3 separate regions of the Zea mays genome follow, and regions 1 and 3 are each linked to region 2. Evidence: chromatin contacts called from public Hi-C data. All regions are on one chromosome and are shown on one strand. The core of a region is the stretch at or near the end of the contact, and the rest is flanking DNA. Distances in the headings are between cores, read along the strand shown. Region 1 holds the start of LOC103639479. Region 2 has its middle 51 kb from the start of LOC103639495. Region 3 holds the start of LOC103639488 (intermediate cleaving peptidase 55, mitochondrial).

Region 1 (3,908 bases), core at 1,069-3,568, 200 kb before region 2:
TCATGGGTAAAAAGCTCAATGTTTCTTATTTTAGAGTTTTTGGAAGCAAGTGCTTTATTCTTGTTAAAAGAGGTAGAAATTCAAAATTTGCCCCTAAAGCAGAAGAAGGATTTTTACTTGGTTATGACTCAAACACAAGGGAATATAGAGTCTTTGTAACACCTCAGGTGTTTATCGTCCGCTCGACAACGAGCATGGATTTAAGCAGGTAATATCAGTGGATAAAACAGATGCTAAATTTTAATCATCTTTGTCTATCGCGATTCTAATATCGCATCTGTTTCTGTCTATTTAGACTCTTCGTAAAATTTTCGCGAATTTCAGAACGTAATTGTTGTAAAAGCTTGCGAGTCCTGTGCCTATTTAAAATTAATCGATTAAGACGAACTAAAATTGTCACTTAAGTATTTTGCTCAGTTCGAGCAATCTCTATAAATTCGGAAGCTCGACCCACTCAGATGATTTTATCCCGAACAAATTAATTGGAACTCGACGAAAATGGTTTTTAGTCCGAAACAACCCAGACCAATGTAATTAGAACTGAAAGCGAGTAATTAACTGAAAGCGAGTGATTAGCGATTAATTTCGCTAATTCATAGAAAGAAATATGTAGCCGTATAGCGGGTTGACCCAGTGTACATCACTAAAAATTATGATCCAAAATATCTGCAATTTTATTTATAAAAAAGAGGAAAATGTAAAATCTGAAAAGAAAATCCCTCCATCCCTATCCTTCCGCTGCCTCTGTTCAGATCTTTTGCTCTCTGATTTTTTTGGTCGTCGCTTCCTCGTCCTCATCTCCTACACGCGCAGGAGCTTTATCCAGTCGTCGTCGCACAAGCTTCCGCCATCTTCCGAGCCGCTCCTCTCTCCCCCTGCCGCGTGCCCTTCCTGCTCGCTCCTGGTCCCTTGCTTCCCCCATGACGCGGCTTTTTCCCCAAGCTCCCAGCCATGGCGCGCCCAAGCTCCTCCCTCTTCCTCTGCCGCTGCTGCTGCTCTCTCTCTCTCTCTGATGCCTAGCTCGGCCGCTCCTCCCTGCGCACGCGCCGCGGCTTCCCTTTTCCCGAGCCCCCGTCGCCGCGCGCCGCGCTCTCTGCTTGCTCGCGCTCTACCGAGCCCCTCCCCGAACTCCGCCCCGCTATGGCGCTGGTCGCCGCGCCCATGCCGGTTCTCTACTCGGCCATGGAAGTCGCAACCCCCCAGCTTCCTCTGTCGAGTCCGGCCGGAGCTCCCTCCCAGCTCGGGCGCCATCTGCTTCCTCCATGCCCGAGTCCGGGATTCTCCTGCGGCTGGTTCATCGCGGACATGGGCACAAAGCATGTACGCTCGGAGTGCTGACCTCAACATGCCGCTTGGCTTGGGTACTTGCCCCCTCGGACCCAGCCATCGCATGCTGCTGAACCACCGTTGGATTGGCTTCTTGCTCCCTCTCGCGCGGCTCCCTGGAACCAGCGTCCCGTTGAGTCCCTGGCTGCGCGCGTGTGCTTCACTGTTTGGTTGTCGTTGCGCAAGCTCCTCTGTTGGGCTCACCAGTCGCCGTTGTCCTATCCGCGCCAGCCCACGTCCGTGGTCGTATTCATCGAGTTCACCAACGCTCTGTTGCCGATTCGACTGTCGTCGCTGCTGCGTGCCTCGCTGCATGCTCGCCGGGTGTCGTCTGTTGTCCCCAGCACTCGTGCTTGCCCCTGGCTCGCGTTAGCGCTTGCGCGCCTACTCGTTGTCACTGTGGTGCACTCGCTCTTCGTTCATCGGGCTTTGCGCGTGCTTGCGTCTGTCGTCGAGCTACTGAACCCGTCCTCCCTTGCTCGTGACTTCGTCGTCGCCAGAGCCCTCACTGGATTCGTGTCCTCGCCAGCTCGCTTCAGACTCAATCTCGTCGTCGTTCCGTGCGTCATCAAGAAATCCCAAGAGTCGGATGAAGACGAAGCTAACAGCGTGATATTCACAAAGTGCTCGACAAAAGCTCGAACAAGTCGTCGATCGTCATCCTCGTCTACGCCAAAAATCCGAGAAAATTAGGCGCAGAAGAAAATAAATCAGTACGCGGCCAGAGAATTCTCAATGTAGATGAAGAAGTGTGATTCGACGCAGCACTCACCATGTGCTTGGTGAAATGCTAGAGCTAAATGGCGTCGTCGATTTCGGGGTTTCAAATCGGATTTAAGTATGGTAAGCCGATTGATTACTCCTGCTATCGATTCGATGTCCAGATTGGTTATATATATTTGTCGATGATTATCTTGTTTGCAACATACACATTGTGGCGGTGTTTGATATTTATTAAACTGCTTCGTATATACAGGGTATGGTTTCGTAAATATCGTGAAGAATAAATTTGGTATACGAAGTGATTAGCCGATTACTTCTATTATTATGGGTCGTATTAATATATTTAAGTAAGAAAGTGATACCTTGCTATACTAGTCGTCGTATTTTGTATTTATTACCCGGGTAACTATCATAGGTACGTGTTTGTTGTTACCTAAAATAGTTGAATCAGAATCATCAGCATATCTGCAGTTTAGTTTAACTAGGATAAGCTTTTTGGCTATCCTTGATAGTTAGCAGGTATGATAGGTTAATTAGGATATGATCGATGATTTTCTTATCTAGTGATTGGTGTGACGGTATATTATATAAAATATGCTTGGTAAAAACATATGTAGTAATATGATCGTGTTAATAAATCATAAAGGAAAGTAGAGCGTGAATATATATATATATTATTGTTTTGCGATAGATGATTTACCTCCGAAAAGGCTGGAAAAAGCGTAATTATTATAATTAGTCTTATATCGCTAGCTAGTATTTGCTTAATATTTTGTTATAAGTGTTTCATCCTTTTTAGTATAGATTATCTATCTATACTATTTATACTCGTGTTCATACATGTGCATCGTGCATCCCATCAGGTATGTTAATTGATCGCGTGATGCGGAAGATGACCCAAGTCGACCCCAAGATGACGTAGCGGGTGGGCTACTCCGCAGAATGATGTTGATGGACGAATCTGAAGAAGGACGGACTGAACAAGTGCCAACACAAAAGGATGATCGCCAAGTGGTCGTCACCTAACAAACACTAACCTAGTGTTATCCAGGCAAGCCCCGATGCATTTGCCACCTCCTTGTTGTTTTAAAATCTTTATCACCTTGTTTGATGCATTAGGTGATAGGAGTTGTGTGCTAAACCGTTGATGCATTTCCTTTCTTGAAAAAGTGATTACCCTTCCTTGATACCCTTTTATGAAAAGGATTTTATGATGCTTAGCCTTGCTTTAGAAAAACAAAATGTTTTGTTTTAAACAAAAAGTGATGCTTCACAGTGGATGGGAATTTTTACAAAGAAAAACTTGTGATGGTGGATCCATCAGGGCCTTGATGGGTTCAACATCGGAAAAGATGTACCTCTGTCAGGTACCAAACTTTGGGTTTAATTAATAAAGCTGAGACCGGGCGGGTGACTTGCACGAGAAAGGAGTCTCGGTGTAGTGTCTCCGTCTGAGTCTCGGTGTAGTGTCTCCTGTTGATCTAGGACCTTTTATCTGGCCACATACCTCGTCAAGGGCAAGCCTGAACCCGGCTATTCCATACATGAAAAGACAATCGCACACTGGGAGTGGAGAGATGGCGAGAGTGGCACGTACCCTCTTGGCAAAGGACCGCCTAAAGGGGTGGTGTGCTCTCGGGTGGCGCGGACCTGTTCATGTGGTGGAGGATCCGTGGGAATGGTAGACATGTGCAAAATAATTAAGGGAAGCATATGTCGTGTGGTTGGAGATCCCCAGCTGGGTATTAATCGATTCGGATCGCCGAACTTCTCGAATATGAATACTGAATCTTCGACCCTCATCGTAGATAACAAGCAAAACAAAATTTAGATCTTAAAAGAAAGCCAGTGTAGGACAA
Region 2 (3,948 bases), core at 1,403-3,902:
AGAACATTGTGTTGATCTCATTTGGTTCATTCAAGGGACCAAATTGAACGTAATAATCGCGCTCTGATCAGGGGCACAACAACCTCTATGGTTGTGGTCCCCTTATATCGCGTCCATAAATAGGGAGAGGGTTGGCACGCGAACCAACGTCAATATACAGCCTCCTCTCACATACGCATCCAGTGAGAAATCTGATCTAGTGTCATATGGGGCCAATAAAGGGAAAGATTGCCTCCGCTCATCCTCATTGTCTCGGTTCAAGCACCACTGCCCTAATGGCTTTTCCATCTAATGCTGAAGGTAAAACTTGTCTTCTATTGTATATAGTGGTTAGGGTTTTGAGCACCAGATCACTTTTTGATGTCTAACAATGGTACCAGAGCTAGTATGTTCGTGGATCTTAACCCAAGATGTCATTAGCCCTTAGGCTTTTAAGCAAATCCGAGCAAACCCCTAAGCTTTGGATTTGTCATTATAAGGTAAGAAATAGAGAGGAAAGATGGAACCCTCACTTGGTTTCCACTAACCCTAACCCTACCCCTAACCCCACCTCGAGTACACATAGAGAGGAATGGAAAAGGGTAAAATACTTATCTGGTCATAAAAGACCAGGGTAGATGGCGGCAGTGCCACTGGCCTTATGTGCCACATCGTGTCCATGGGCACTCATGGCACCACCAAGTGGCCACTCAATGGCAGTGCACTCAGCCCAAAGGAGAGTGCGCACACCGGCGAGGGGCCCTACGGGTAGTGCCATGCCTCAACCATGCTCTTTCTCACTTGAGTTAGAGGAGAACGTGGAGAAGTTTCGCTTGTGAAGGGAGAGGGAGAAGAGAACGTCGCGCCAAGGAGAAATACTAGTTAGAATTTCCCCGGTGGCAGTGAAAATCTTGCATTTTATATGATTTGGGATTGAACACAGAGGCACTATGACCATCAGATTAGCATCCAAGGGCACATGGTGACCAAGCCTACTTTTTGCCCATGTGGGGAAATGCTCTCATGACCTAGAACCATGTTGCAGCGTAGCGTTCACGTGGAGGGGGGAGGGCTGACAGGTCATCTAGACTGGATCAATATAGGCTGGATGCCCTTAAAGCATAGTGCCAACGGTAACTTTGTTTAATCTTTTTTATTTTTCTATCGTTTGTAGGAGAATAATGATGTAAATATTTGTGCACTATTTTATCTCAAGAAAAACTGAGAAAAGTTATGTTAGTGCTTACTAAGTTTTGAAGTTTAACTTTATAAAGTTTTAGCTAAGTTTTTATGTTGAATATAATTGTTTTTTCACCTCTTTAAATTATAATTGTTGGTCACTTGTTCTCAAATGATGTGAATCAAGAACAAGGCAACACATTTGCTAGGTATTAAGAACCTTCGTCTTCCGAAACATTACCTCCTCGCAGATATAATGATCATTAGACGAAGGTCATGAAGGACATGTCTGCATCATGTTATAGATAAATAAGAATACACAAGGATAAATATAATGAGTACACCTCATTAATCCATTCGTATCTGCATTCCATAAAGTATATATGAGTATTAACAAAATATATATTACATTGATACCTTCGGCTTGCTCGAAGGCACTGACGCGGGGGAGATTACAATTCAGCGTGAACAATACGGTGCTACTGTTCATCTATTTATAGGCACGGGACGCAGCCCGGGTAAAATTACATTTATGCCCCTGACATTCATCTATAATCATAACACAGATCATTGAGGACTGAGTAGTCTTTGTCTCTTTTCGGTCATCATCATACTTGGTCTTCGTCATCACATCAAACCAAAGCTCTTCGGCTATAGCTTCATCATCCATTCTTATCACCTTCGGGCTACATCTTCAACCTGATCTACGTGCTACTACGAGGTCGTGAGATCGAAAACAACTAAAGTTGTAGCTACGGTTGATAGGATAGGGTTTTCTGAAGTTTTAGATGATCAAACAGTTTGAAAGTATATTCTATATTAATTAACATAAATCATATGAAAATAATATTCTAAATAAATACATAATTCAATTATAATCTAAGTTATAACGGGAGTAGAGGTCATATTCTAGTCAAATTATAAGTATAGCCAGGTTATAAACGTAGATAGGTTAATTTTGATTAGCATGTTCAATTTACTAAACATAAATTTAAACTATATCCATAAAAAAATATGCGACATGATAAAACTAATGTTGTTATTGTGTGGAAGATGTCATTATGAAACCATCGCAATTGGAACGGAGTAAATCGGAGTTAAAACGGATGTTATATGGGCTAAACAAGATTCTAGGTTATTTAGGGTTAATTTTATACCTAAAAACGGCTTCCAGGGGTTTATATGCAAAGTATCCATTAAATTCTATTTTCTTTACAATGAGAAACAGACAGCGGATTAGTTTCCAATTTCCAGGAGGGCTCTTATGCAAAGTGTCCGATCCAGAGGGGTATCTGTGATCCCTATCCATCCGATATCCTACCGAAGGCTCAGATTAGATCTAGTTTATAGTTAACTGGTACATCAAACTGCGGCCACTCGATTTCCATCAAACGACAATGATTCGACGTCGCGAAAAGTTACTCTCTCATCTAATCGTAACTGTCGATGCACAGATCCATGACCATGGGACAATAAAGCAATGGAGGGTTATCACGACCGCACGTATCTAATCAAAGGGCCATGAGGCCATCGTCGTCCTCACCACCGCTCGGGACGGTGGTGCAGGCACCGCCGCGATGGGGGAGGTCCCTGGTGAGCACAAAGGCGACCGCCTCGAGGCATACGTCATCCGATCGACAAGCTCAATAGGAAATGGGGATCGCGAGAAAATCGGTAGGAGCTAGCTTAGCAAAAATTGAGCAGCATGGAGCTCAGGCGGCGACATATGGCAGCCTGGCGGCTGGGGAATTACTCCGACAAGAAAATTCACACCAAGCTGCAGCTTCCGACACCCGAAACGACCACGATCAAGGTCAGTGCTCCCTAGTGAAGCGCCCAGGAAACCGCAGAAGCTGCGGCGACGACGCAATCGTAAATCTACACGCGGCGGTGACACTCTTTGCCTCCCCCCGCTCGGCTCTCGGTACTCTGGTGGCGGCTTCTGTCGCGACTTCAGGGGATGAGCAGGGTCCTGGGTTGTATATATATTCCATGAAGGATTCCCTATGGGGGCGAGCAAACGGATCCTCCCGAACTCTAAGGATTTCTGTTGGTTTGTTATGTTTTTGCTCGCACATCACGATGAAGGAAGGGAGCAGGAGATCCTACCCAATACGGCCCGCCTGTCAGTGACTCCCGCGAGGCTGCATTGGGGAAGGCTGGCTAGTGGGCCCTGCATGTTAGTGTGAGGTGGGTGACACGCGTTCAGAAGTCCGGACACGACACGGTAGGTGAGGGAGAGCGGAGAGGGACTGCAAGTGGGGCCCAAACGTCGGCTTGACCTAGACGTGGAGGTGTGCAGCAGTGGGCTTTGGAGGTAGATGAGTGGGCCGGGCAAAGGGGAATTCGGTCCAGGTAAGCAGGTAGTTTTTTTATATTTTCTTTTATGTTTCCTTTACCAATCTCAATTTAGATTCAAATTCAAATATGAGTTTCAATTTCTAATCTAAATGCAACATCCAAAATCATGAAGGCAAAGTACATATTTTTATAGCCTTATATATATTTATTTCAATTATTTTGTTTCCTTTGTTTAGTTAAAGGTTCAAAGTATATTATGCCTTTTTTTTCTTTTTAGGAATAATTATTACTCTTGAGTGTGTTTGATCAAATCCCAAGTAAGAAGAAAATTAAATATTCATTACCTTACTTGTTTACGGAAAAACAATGTTTTCTCTTTTACCAAGAGCCACTTTATCTTGAATATATTTAAGGGTATTCTTTAAATTTCTTGCAGAGAATAACTTGTCCTCTCTTTTCTCTTTTATTTCCAAATTCTAAAGTTTGAAA
Region 3 (3,915 bases), core at 702-3,201, 130 kb before region 2:
TCGGTTTTATAGGATGGAAGCGGATGGATACAATCAAACTGAACCAAAACAAATCTAATCCAGCAACCAAACTCAACTAGAACACGAACTCAGAACTGCGGACTCTAAAACTGAATTGTGCAAAGGCTAAGGCGATGGTTTTAGGTCGGAATGAACTGATCGTAATTTTTTTTTGGCTTTTTGTGGACTATGGGACGAAACAAAACTAATCTAAAGGTAGAATTATACCTCACGGGCAACCTGGAAATCTGATACCAATTGATAGTAGACGCGGCCCGATCTTCCGTGAGATACGATAATTTGATTGAGTGGAGATCTCGACGTTGATGATCCAAGGCTCCGAGCAAACGGTTCCTCGCAATCACTACACCACGGCTCCGTTGGTTATCACCCGTGACACACGAATGACCTCGCCACGAAAGCTTATCCCTGCAAGCGCAATCAACAACACAAGCAAGAACAGGAAAGAAACGCAACCAAACTTGTATTGATTACGGGAGGGGGTCTCATAAGCCGATGACGGCGACACTGTTCGATGACAGAATTGATCTAAGCAAAACCCAAACCTAAATGTGGCGGCGGCTGCTGAATAAATAGAGTATTAGGGCGTGCGTAGCCCTAGACTCGCCCCTAATGGGCTCCGACGCGATACACGGCCCAATGGCCCAACAGACGGTGTCGCAGCACCAAAACAGAATCTGAACGCTGACTTGTTTCGACGATTCCCGTTGACTCCGGATGAATTTTAGGGTGGAACCAGTTGGGTTGGTTAGATAATCTCGTTATCTTTCCAACCATATCCAGTCCGTTGCAATCGGAGTCCGGATGCATCTTGGGCGTCAATTTTAGTGCAGACTGGTCCTGGAACCCGAGATAGAGTCGCAACCGACTCGGACTTGATCTCCTTCCTGTTGTGGACGCCCTTGCTGCTCCTCCTCAACACCTTGGCCTTTCCCAAGTCCTTACTGGTTCTCTCTAAGGTACCTAATCATCAAAACATCCATGGCCCCAAGCGTAAGCTCTAAAACACAATTGACAAGGGTAGAACGTACCTGGAGATTTAGCTGTCGTGCACGAGATCGTGTTATCGGTCCATTTATTGTATATATAGAAGTGATGTCCTCATCAGTAAGGGCCCCTTTGGTAGGGCTTCGGCTCCTCCAAAAACAACTTCGGCTCTCGCTCCTTTGGCTCATTGCCCTTTCTGTAGGAGTTAGAGCTGTTTTGTAATTTGTTTCACAAAACATTTTCTATTGTGTTTATTTCAAATGACGTGTGTTGGCGCCGATTCGGACGTCAAACACTGGAGATGAATCAGCGGCGGTGCTCTCTGCGGAGGCGCGGACGGTCCGCGGCTAGGGGTCGGACGGTCCGCAACCTGGCGTAGAGGCTAGAGTTTTTGCCTGACGAGTCGGACGGTCTACGCGTGCGCAGGGCGGCGGAGTTCGTCGGCAGCGCCTGAATCTCGCTCACGGGAGGGACCCCGTCAGGGAGAAGAGATCCTAGGGTGTGTCTTGGCGTCCGCAGACAACACAAAACGCCTCTAGTCGAAGTAGAGCCGAAGAGGTGAGGATTTGAGACAGAAGAAGAGTAAACTAGGGCTAAACTAGAACTACTCCTAATGCATACGGTAAAAATGATAATTAGACTTATTTGATCGATTGTAGGGTGTTCAATCGGCCGTAGCCATTCATCTATATAAAGGGGAGGTCTAGACTCGCTACAAGTAATTTTTCAAATTAATCTACAGGCTAACAAATTCTGCGATAAACTCGGAACCTTAACTGATTTTGCGCACATGCGGATCGTACGCGAACAGGTTTTATGTGCTCATGTAAAATGTAAGAGGAGCTGTTACAATCATATTTTTTATGCTCCGGCTCTTTAAAAAAACGACTCTGACTTTTGATGGGCTCTTGACCATTGATGGGCTTTTGACGAGAAGTTATATTTTTTTTGACGGTTCGAAAGGGCCATGCCAAAGGGCCTTAACTGTGTTTTAAGATCGGTGACAACTAGAGAGAAGGCGAAGCGAACTTGAGCCAGAGAGAGAATCTCGCACCGCAGCAGGAGGGGACCGAGAGAGAAGCGAACTCGAGAAAGGGATTCAAGGAGGCTGTTGCCGATGGCCATGGCGGCGCGGCTGCTGCGAGCAACCGAGGTAAGCATGGTTGATGCTCCCCACTCCCAACACTTCTTCGCCCTTCCTCCCTTATCGTTCTTTGTCTGATTTTTCATTTTCTGGGAGGAGGGGAGGTTGGGATTCTGTCGCTTGGCTGTTCGCCTTGGGTGACGGCGTGCATGTGTGTGGCGGCCGAGCCGGTACTCCAGGCCTCCGGGCGCGCAGGTGGCGGTGTGGCCTGAGCAAGTAGTTTAGTTTCCATGGCAACTGACAACGGTGGTGTTTGAGAAGGATGCCCACTAGTTGTTCGAGCTAACGCCTCTATGGGATGACGCAGCAATACCTGCTGAGTAGATCATGTTCCAGGCTGCGGTTGCATCGAGAGTTGCTGCACGAGATGTGTCTGATGACATTCTTTGCAAGGATGTGGTATGACCTTGACCTTCAGGCCAGTCTGTTTCAGCAATTAGCAGAGTTTGGTAAGTAGTGGTGGTGAGGGGAGCAAGCTACTTCCTCAGCCAGCTAATGACAATATGTTCACTCTCATTCAGCTCACCAGCGCTCCCTTTCTTGGGAGTTTGGCGTGGATCCTCTAGCTGATATGTTTGATGAAATGTCTCTTAAGGATGGCACAATAGCACAGACTAAGCAGATAGTTTCAGGGCCTCTGCTGTATCGGAGAGTCACAAGAGGCGTTTGATGAAATGCCTAGTGAGGTTGTGTGGGACAAAGAGATGCCGTCTGACATGACCGTGCATGATGCCTTGTTGCAACAGCTAGGCTTGGGGGAAGATGAGTACTTGTATGATCATAAGACAAAGTCGGCTTCCATGTTGATTGCTGACAACTTGATTGCCCTTTTTTTTTGACTTATCACTACCCATGGAACCCGAAGTCTAACTCAAACCAAGTGGTTGATGGCGACACATCAAGGTAAGATGGTCAGAAAGTTAAGTGTTGGAAGAGTTATTAGCACACAGCTCTAGCTTGCATAGCACCAATGGGCAACTACAAAGAACGACAGGGAGATGATGTGCTGGAGATGACAGTATCTATAGGTGATGAGGTACATGACTTATATGCTCAAGGGTAGCAGTGGAGGAAGGGGACAGAGGCTATACCAGGAGTCCAGGAGCAGAGGTTGTAATCTATAGAGGGATGGAGTGCAGGAGAAGGCAGAGGGAGCACGCCCGCCGCCTGAGACAGAGAGGGCAGAGGGAGCACGCACACCGCCGCGAGGCAGCTGCTCCACGTTCGCGCGCCGCCTGAGCTGAAAGAGGGAGCACGCCCGTGTGCCGCCGCAAGCGCAGCTGCCCCATGCCCACGCGCCGCCTGAGCTGAGAGAGGGAACACGCCCGTGCACTGCTTGTGGGCGCCGCCGGGGAATGAGGTTGCAGCTGCACACCGCCGCCGCCACAGCTCAAGCGCTCTTCTCTCTTCCGAGCCGTCTCTTGAAGCTCTGACCCGATAGGCATGTGACCGTGCGGTCCAATTCACTTAACCCCCCCTCTCAAATCCCTCCCTATTCCCTAAGGTGTCGCCCCGAGGGCACCTTACGCCGCAGCGGACGCCTTATGTCCGTGGACAAGGCGAGGTAGACGCCTTGCCCTGTGAGCCCACTTTAGCGCCTAAGCGACGCTTAATGGACGCCTTTTTAAGCATGACTGTAAATGATAATTTCGATAAAGTGCTTTCTAAACAGGAGTTGAATTGGGACAGTGAGAAGTTGTCAATTGTGAAGAAATGAAAGAAATTCGTGTTTGTGGCCTTGACATGTGCAGAATTGATACTGC

The links. A called contact is a pair of places that touch in the nucleus more often than the background predicts.
Region 1: a contact with region 2 is called in a Hi-C map of leaf, with 5 times the contacts expected there. The contact joins the promoter of LOC103639479 here to the enhancer-like site in region 2. A contact is called at or near these places in 2 of 25 Hi-C or Micro-C datasets (endosperm and leaf).
Region 3: a contact with region 2 is called in a Hi-C map of tassel, with 2.1 times the contacts expected there. The contact joins the promoter of LOC103639488 here to the enhancer-like site in region 2. A contact is called at or near these places in 4 of 25 Hi-C or Micro-C datasets (bundle sheath, ear, leaf and 1 more).

What each region holds. Positions count from the first base shown.
Region 1 is chr1:152,099,877-152,103,784 of Zm-B73-REFERENCE-NAM-5.0, forward strand. LOC103639479 reads right to left here and starts at 2,319. Exons shown (of 1, transcript XM_008662230.4): 1 at 593-2,319. The coding sequence starts at 1,641. The coding sequence ends at 802.
Region 2 is chr1:152,298,774-152,302,721 of Zm-B73-REFERENCE-NAM-5.0, forward strand. No RefSeq gene overlaps it. Among protein-coding and RNA genes, the nearest start is that of LOC103639495, 51 kb to the left of the region's middle. Within about 2 kb of position 2,653, at least 20 of the 20 cell types and tissues checked have an H3K27ac peak or open chromatin away from gene starts, as enhancers often do. A contact at or near this core is called in bundle sheath, ear, endosperm and 2 more, where this site is marked.
Region 3 is chr1:152,170,068-152,173,982 of Zm-B73-REFERENCE-NAM-5.0, forward strand. LOC103639488 (intermediate cleaving peptidase 55, mitochondrial) reads left to right here and starts at 1,952. Exons shown (of 13, transcript XM_008662240.4): 1 at 1,952-2,161. The coding sequence starts at 2,126.